2 separate regions of the Mus musculus genome follow, and region 2 is linked to region 1. The links are chromatin contacts, called in public promoter capture Hi-C maps. All regions are on one chromosome and are shown on one strand. Each heading gives the region's core, a stretch centred on a gene start, on an enhancer-like site or on the middle of the called end of the contact. The rest is flanking DNA. Distances are from core to core; before and after follow the strand shown. Region 1 has its middle 6.3 kb from the start of Cyp26a1. Region 2 has its middle 110 kb from the start of Cyp26a1.

Region 1 (3,247 bases), core at 377-2,876:
CTCCTAAAGAGCACCTACTATGTGTGAGCATATCCTGGAGGAGAGCAAGAAAGTATCCGAGTTGACTAAATGTACATGATTAGCATGATGAAAAGCATCTCCTAACCTTGGGTAGCTTTTCAGGAGGTAGAGAGAAGGGAATGGTGGGGTGGACAGAGTCCCGTGTCAGTGCATGGAAGACAGGAGAAGAGAAAGATCTGAGGCATAGTGGACTGAATGGTCGCCATAAGACAGCTGAGAGATGTGGGGTGTTGAAGCAGACCCAGAAATCGCAGTTGAACGCTACAGCTCACAGGGTACCAGGTGCCTCTGTACCTCCATCTCACCTAGTCCTAAGGCGAGGACTGCGGAAAGAGCTAGAAGGAAGAGTGAGGAGGGGAACCTGTCTCCCAAGACTGTTATTAATGTGTATTTCAAAGGAAGGAAGGAAGGTGTCAGAGGAACTAACTAATTAATACAGGATGAACGGTCGGAGCTTTGCCACTGTTTAGCTGTGAAGGAGAATGGGAAAGCCATTTAACCCATCTTCACCACCCAGCTTGCGTTTGAATGCCCCTGCTGACCAGGAGCTTGCTCCCACCCCCGCCCCCAAGGTCACAGGTTTCATCACCAAAGAATTCTAGCTACTCCTTCACACACGGTATTGGTAACCTCTTCCTCTGGCTCACCTCCTAAGCAAATGCTCTGTTCAGAAGGACAGGTCTGAACCTGTTATTTACAACAGTTTTGACCTGTTGATTTTTAGGAGCCACCACTACCCCTCTAACATCCACAGCCCTCTCTCTCTTCTTAAGATTTCAGTTTATTTTGCCAGGTGTGACTGCCTTTAGGGCACTCCAGAGGCTGAGGCAGGCAGATCTCTGAGTTGGATGCCAGCTACACACACACACACACACACACACACACACACACACACAGAGAGAGAGAGAGAGAGAGAGAGAGAGAGAGAGAGAGACAAACAGACAGACAGACAGACAGAGAGACAGACAGAGAGACAGAGACAGACAGAGAGAGACAGACAGAGACAGACAGAGAGAGACAGAGAGAGAGAACACAGGTACCCTTGGAAGTCAGAAGATACTGTCAGATCTGCTGGAGCGGGAGCTACAGACAGTCGTGAGCTGCCCAGTGCGGGTGCTGGAAACCACACGTGGCTCCTCTGTAAGAGCGGAACGTGCTTTTAATGGCTTTGCTCTCTCTCCAGCTCCAACAGTGCTTTTTCTCAAGGGATGGTTCCAGAACTGAGTTCAGGCCATCTAAACACTAATTAGGCTGCCTATGTTTTCTTGGAAAACTGGGGTAACATAGCATAGATTAAAATATGGACAATGTGGGAAATCCAGAGTGCACAGCTGACTACCTCTGGAACTGTGTAATGGTCTAGGTAAACCTGGAGTATGTGATCCCTTCTTGGGGGAGGGGCAGGCCTTTTGTGGAGTACTAGCTAAGTTATTGGGTTGTCTTCAGCTTCTCACTATCTAGAGGTCAAAGCAGCCTTGAACCGGAATGTGTCAACTTTAGATTTCATGGTCACTGGTGGAAAAACTTTCACGGTCACAGGTACCCTGGGCTTGGCATAGAAGGGAGAAGCCCGCCCCCTTGTGGACATCTTGGGGTTTGCAAGGTGCAAAAGCCCTGAAACCACCACAAGGGATAGGAAAGATGGAGCCAACTCTGCAATCTCCCATAGCTCCAATTCACCTGTTGCTTATGAAGGAATTGTACTGTGGCAGGGACAGAAGAGGTGACAGGATGCAGGAAAGATAAATTTAGGAGATAGTGACCCCTCAGCTATAGAACCTTGGAAAGATAATAGGTAAGTGTTAGAAAAGGGGTGGAGGTGGGCAGAAGAGGCATCAGGAAGTCTTTTCTGATTCCAAAACTCCTGGTGTGTCTCCTCTAGGTCTCCAGCCTGCTAAGACTACAGTCTTTCGGAATGTGGAAGAAGCCCTTCCCTTCACATCCCTGTCCTGATAATGATCTGTGTGGTGGGCGACACCACACCTCTGACTGAAGACAAAGGCACAGGAATTGACAAGGCCAAACACCACAGGAAGGAGGCAGCGGACTCCAGCCCAGTGTGGCGAGCCCACCTACCGACACAGTGATTGTAGGCTCCCATCACCATAGGGAGCTCTGGGAGTCCCGAGGGCTTGTTTCCTACAGCCATGGCCCTCTTTCCACAGCTTTAGCCAAGGCTACCTCATTTCTCCATCGCATGGGTACTGACCCACAGGTACTGGTACCATAAACAAACCTGTCCCAGGTACGTGTGACCCAGGCTCACTTATGTCCGTTCAGTCAGTCTCATACCACGCACCTCACTGCCTTCACTCAACACCCTCTGCATTATCAGAGAGCGCACTGGGGATGTATCTTTGAGGTGGATCCTGGATGATATAACTGAGCTAAAGGTTGAGAAGAAAACCATGAGCTCTCCAGAGGGGAAGAAAACTTCAGGTGGCTTTTAAGAAGTTGAGTTATATGTTAAAATGGCTCGAGTTTCCTACAGAACTCGGCTCATGGAGATTCACAGTCCTCCTGTAACCAAAGACACTGCTGTTAAAAGCCAATCACCCTTCAATAAAGTGCATAGTGTCGAAACCTCCCTAAAATGACCTTGTATAAGTTTTTCTGTGATTGTTGATGTCCCACCCCACCCCCCACCCCAGGCTGGCTCAATCTATCTGCAAAGATCTCGGGCAGACATTCTGCAGAGGAAGGGCTCCATTTTCACAGTATAGAGTCCGGAAGCTTTGGCCACTTGTCTCCTTTCTTTATGTTGTAGCATTGCATTGTGGGTTACTCAATAAGCTCTCGAAATAGCAGAAGTATCCAACAACAAGAACAACTCATGTTCTACCCAAACGCTAAAGTCAGGTAGATTGCGCAAGTCTAACTATGGACCGAAAGCTGTTCAAACACCTATTTCAGACCACCCGGTTCCCGTGACATTGCCAAATTCTCAAATTGTAATGAAAATTTTAAAGTCCAAAACCTACAAGCCGTCCAGAGGTTCCAGCGAGCAGGTTGTGCCATTTCAAAACGGGGGAATGTGCTTGCATAAGCCAGTCACCGTGGCTAACCTCTCTGGAGTGAGTTCGGCCTTCCGTTCAGAACGTGGTCATGCCAGGGTCAGAACTGTGACAAAACCGCGCTCTCGCGGAGGTTAGCCAAGGTTCACAGGGTCACGACTGGGCCATTTTATCAGTCATGTCAGACTCAACCCTATTGCCAGAGATAGATA
Region 2 (3,247 bases), core at 271-2,770, 110 kb before region 1:
AATTAAGAAAAGTGAAAAGTGATCAAGGATGCTATCAGAAGTGGCTTTGGCCTCCACAGCACATGCATACCCACCCACACACAGGGAGTACAAATGTGTCAATAATTTGCCTCCTAAAGAGTACTAAGGAATGCATGTTCATATATAACACAGCTCCAGGTCATGAACCCTTCCCTATAGGAGAGAGGCTGGTGGGAAAGCAGGTTTATCCCCATCCCCCAGGTGGAGTCTACTGAATGATCAGAATGGAAAACGGAAGCCCCCACAGTAAGAGGTGGTGACTAGGATCTCCAGACAGTACTTTGGAGGAGTGGCTATTTCAGGAGCAATACCACGAGACCTACCACGTGGAAAGGTGGGTTAAGAGTATAGTATGGTAGATGTGTTGGAGTCAAAAAGAGAAATTTTGAGTCTATGCTGTTCTTGTGACCTAGCTGGTGGTAGAAGGCACACGACCGGCACTTCTTCCTCCTGTGTATCCCTTTGTGTTTCCTTAGATATCAAATCTATTTTTTAGTAAGCTAATAAAGATGGGCTCATTGCCAGCACAGTCCCAGTCAGACACAGTTCTCTCTGTAGCCACCCAACAGCCAAGCAAAAGCGTAACATTGTCATCCCATACCTCCTCCCAGACTCTTGACACTGTCCAAGCTTTGGGCTCCGGTTCTAACAAAGCACATGTTGTATTTATCTGTCTATATTATTTGTTACATAGCATGTCCCCAAGACTGTGTGTTTTAAAGTAGTAATAACCATTTGTTATTCTCTCATGTTCCTATGGATGGAGGTTTGCAGGTGGGGGACAGCTCAGTAAGCCATTCTGACTTGGGGTCTTTCATAAAGTCACAATCAGGTGCTATCTGGGGCTGCGTCCTCTGAAGGCTTGAAGGCTGGTGGATCTGATTCCACAGCAGCTCAGTCACATGGTTGATTGTTGACAGGAACCTCAGTTCTTCTCCTCATGAATGTCACAAGGCTGCTTTAGTGTCCTCAGGACATGGCAGCTGGCCCTTCCCAGAGTAAGAATTTTAAAAATGAGAGATGTGCATTCTTTTCATGAGGAGCTAAGACAATGGTTCTCAACCTGTGGGTCATGGCCCCTTTGGGTCCTATGTCAGATATTTACATTATGACCGGCAACAGTAGCAACATTACAGTTATGAAGTAGCGACAAAATAATTTTATGGTTGGGGGGGGGAGTCACCACAATATGAGGAACTGTATTAATGTGTCGCAGATTAGGAAGGTCGAGAACCGCTGGTCTAAGAAGCCACAAACGATGACTTCTGCCACACCGTGCTTGTTAGAAATAAGTCATCTGTGGCCAGCATTCAAGCTGGGGAATGAACTCGACCTTTTCAAAGAAAGCCTGTCAAAGTATTTGAAAAACACATTTTAAAATCAGCAACAGCAAACGATGTTCGTGGTTCCTTGGCCACAGAAGGAAGATGACTACAGTTCGTTCTTCTCGGGTCAGTGTTTGTATGACTGCAGTCAGGACGGGCTAGTTGAATTCAGATCCCGTGTCAGTTCCCGCTTACCAGTCATGGCTTCCAGGGCCATGGTATTGCGAAGGACTCTGAGTCATACCCAAGATCAGCAGGGAAAGGTGCTATGGTTGATTAGTGATGTCTGCCATAAATACCAAATGAGGTAGGGCCGGCAGAGAAGGTCAGGAGTTTGTTATTTCTGCGGCAGGTGATTAGGCCTGGGCAGGAGCAAACAGGACCCAGACATTGTTCTCTTATAGTTTATAGGTACTTATGGATGACCGTTAAGAACACAATGAACCTTCAGTAAAGTCCAGTCAAAGCTCTTTCTTGCCACCAAGGATTCTAACTGCCTACCATACAGCCTCCTTTGAAGTTAGATATGCCCAGATGTCAAAATTTTTTCTGAAGTAAGAAGGGATTGAGAGGCCAAATCTATTCCATCTTGGGACCAGCCTCCCTCTTAAAGAAAAAAAAAAAAAAGCCTGAGAAGTTGACCTGCAGCAGAACACAAGCTGCACCCAGGTACCAGAAAGGACCTCACAGCTTGTCCTTGGCCAGAGTTACTCCCTAACTACTTCCTAGTAACAGTTAATCAAAGACTAGTCTGATTGTTTCAGATATACTTCAGACCGTTTGTGATGGTGTATGGTCTTGCTCCAGAGCACCTACCTGATGGCTTATGGTCATTCTATTAGATGCTTGCCAGACTGTACACCCCCCTCCCTCACCCTCTTCACTTGCTCTTATTTTCCTATAAAATCTTGTCCTGCTGAGGGTTCGAGGCTGCTCCGCCTTCCCTTCCTATCCTGTTGTGTCAAGGCTGAGCTGGAGGAGAGCCCAAGCTTGTAATAAAGAGACCCTAATACTATTACATCAGAGACTGCTCTTCTGGGCTTCAAGAATGCTTCTTGGTACAACAGGGTACATGCCACTTCTGGTCTGATGATACTAATCCTACTAGGAGAATATGAAGAAAAAAATAGAGAGAGTGACCATGTAGAGGGTAGCCAGTGGCCAAAGTGTCACCTACTTCAGGATTTTTACAGGGGAAAAGAAGCCATGCTTCTGTTCTTGAAGTAGCTGGTCCTGAAGCTCTCTTCAGCAACTAATACAGGAAACACAGTTATAGCATGCAGAAACACACCATAAACTCTTCACACGATAGGAAACAACACTGGAGGCATCATAAGCCCAGGTAAGGACCAGACTGTGTAGGCAGTCCACACTCAACAGCAATATAATCTAGATGTACATAGTAAGTGTCCTTGGATGTAACATGAGGGCTACATGAGATGTACCTGTGTAACGCTGTTTAGGAGAGGACATAGGATAGTGTGAATGTTGAACTAGTGTCAAGGCTGTTTTTGAGATTCATTTATCAGTACTGCTGTCCTGTTTTGGCAGAAGCATGTGTATTAGTTTTTCCTTGTTATGACCCAACACTGTGACCAAGGCAAGTTATAAAAGAAACATTAAATTGAGCTTACAGTTTTAGGGGATGGAGTCCATGATGGCAGAGCGAGCAGCAGGAACGGTTGAGAGTTTCCTTGTTGTTGTTGTTGTTGTTTGTTTGTTTGTTTTTGTTTTTTGTTTTTTGTTTTTTGTTTTTTGTTTTTTTGTTTTTGTTTTTGTTTTTGTTTTGTTTTTGTTTTGGGTTTGTTTGTTTTTTTTGGTTGTTTTTTGAGACAGGGTTTTTTTGTGAAGTGTTGGCTGTCCTGGAATTTGCTCTGCAGACCATGCTGACCTTGAATTCA

What was found. Promoter capture Hi-C pulls out the DNA fragments that hold promoters and counts their contacts.
Region 2: a promoter capture Hi-C map of trophoblast stem cells shows a contact between it and region 1, with 4 times the contacts expected there. The contact joins two enhancer-like sites. A contact is called at or near these places in 11 of 39 promoter capture datasets (the 3T3-L1 cell line, HPC-7-derived erythroid cells, embryonic stem cells and 5 more), 4 of 484 Hi-C or Micro-C datasets (embryonic stem cells, nephron progenitors and pre-B cells) and 9 of 115 datasets of contacts at active chromatin or transcription factors (the NIH/3T3 cell line, bone marrow-derived macrophages, differentiating embryonic stem cells and 6 more).

What each region holds. Positions count from the first base shown.
Region 1 is chr19:37,702,455-37,705,701 of GRCm38.p6, reverse strand. No RefSeq gene overlaps it. Among named protein-coding and RNA genes, the nearest start is that of Cyp26a1, 6.3 kb to the right of the region's middle. Within about 2 kb of position 1,626, at least 20 of the 459 cell types and tissues checked have an H3K27ac peak or open chromatin away from gene starts, as enhancers often do. A contact at or near this core is called in trophoblast stem cells, where this site is marked.
Region 2 is chr19:37,808,169-37,811,415 of GRCm38.p6, reverse strand. No RefSeq gene overlaps it. Among named protein-coding and RNA genes, the nearest start is that of Cyp26a1, 110 kb to the right of the region's middle. Within about 2 kb of position 1,520, at least 6 of the 459 cell types and tissues checked have an H3K27ac peak or open chromatin away from gene starts, as enhancers often do. A contact at or near this core is called in trophoblast stem cells, where this site is marked.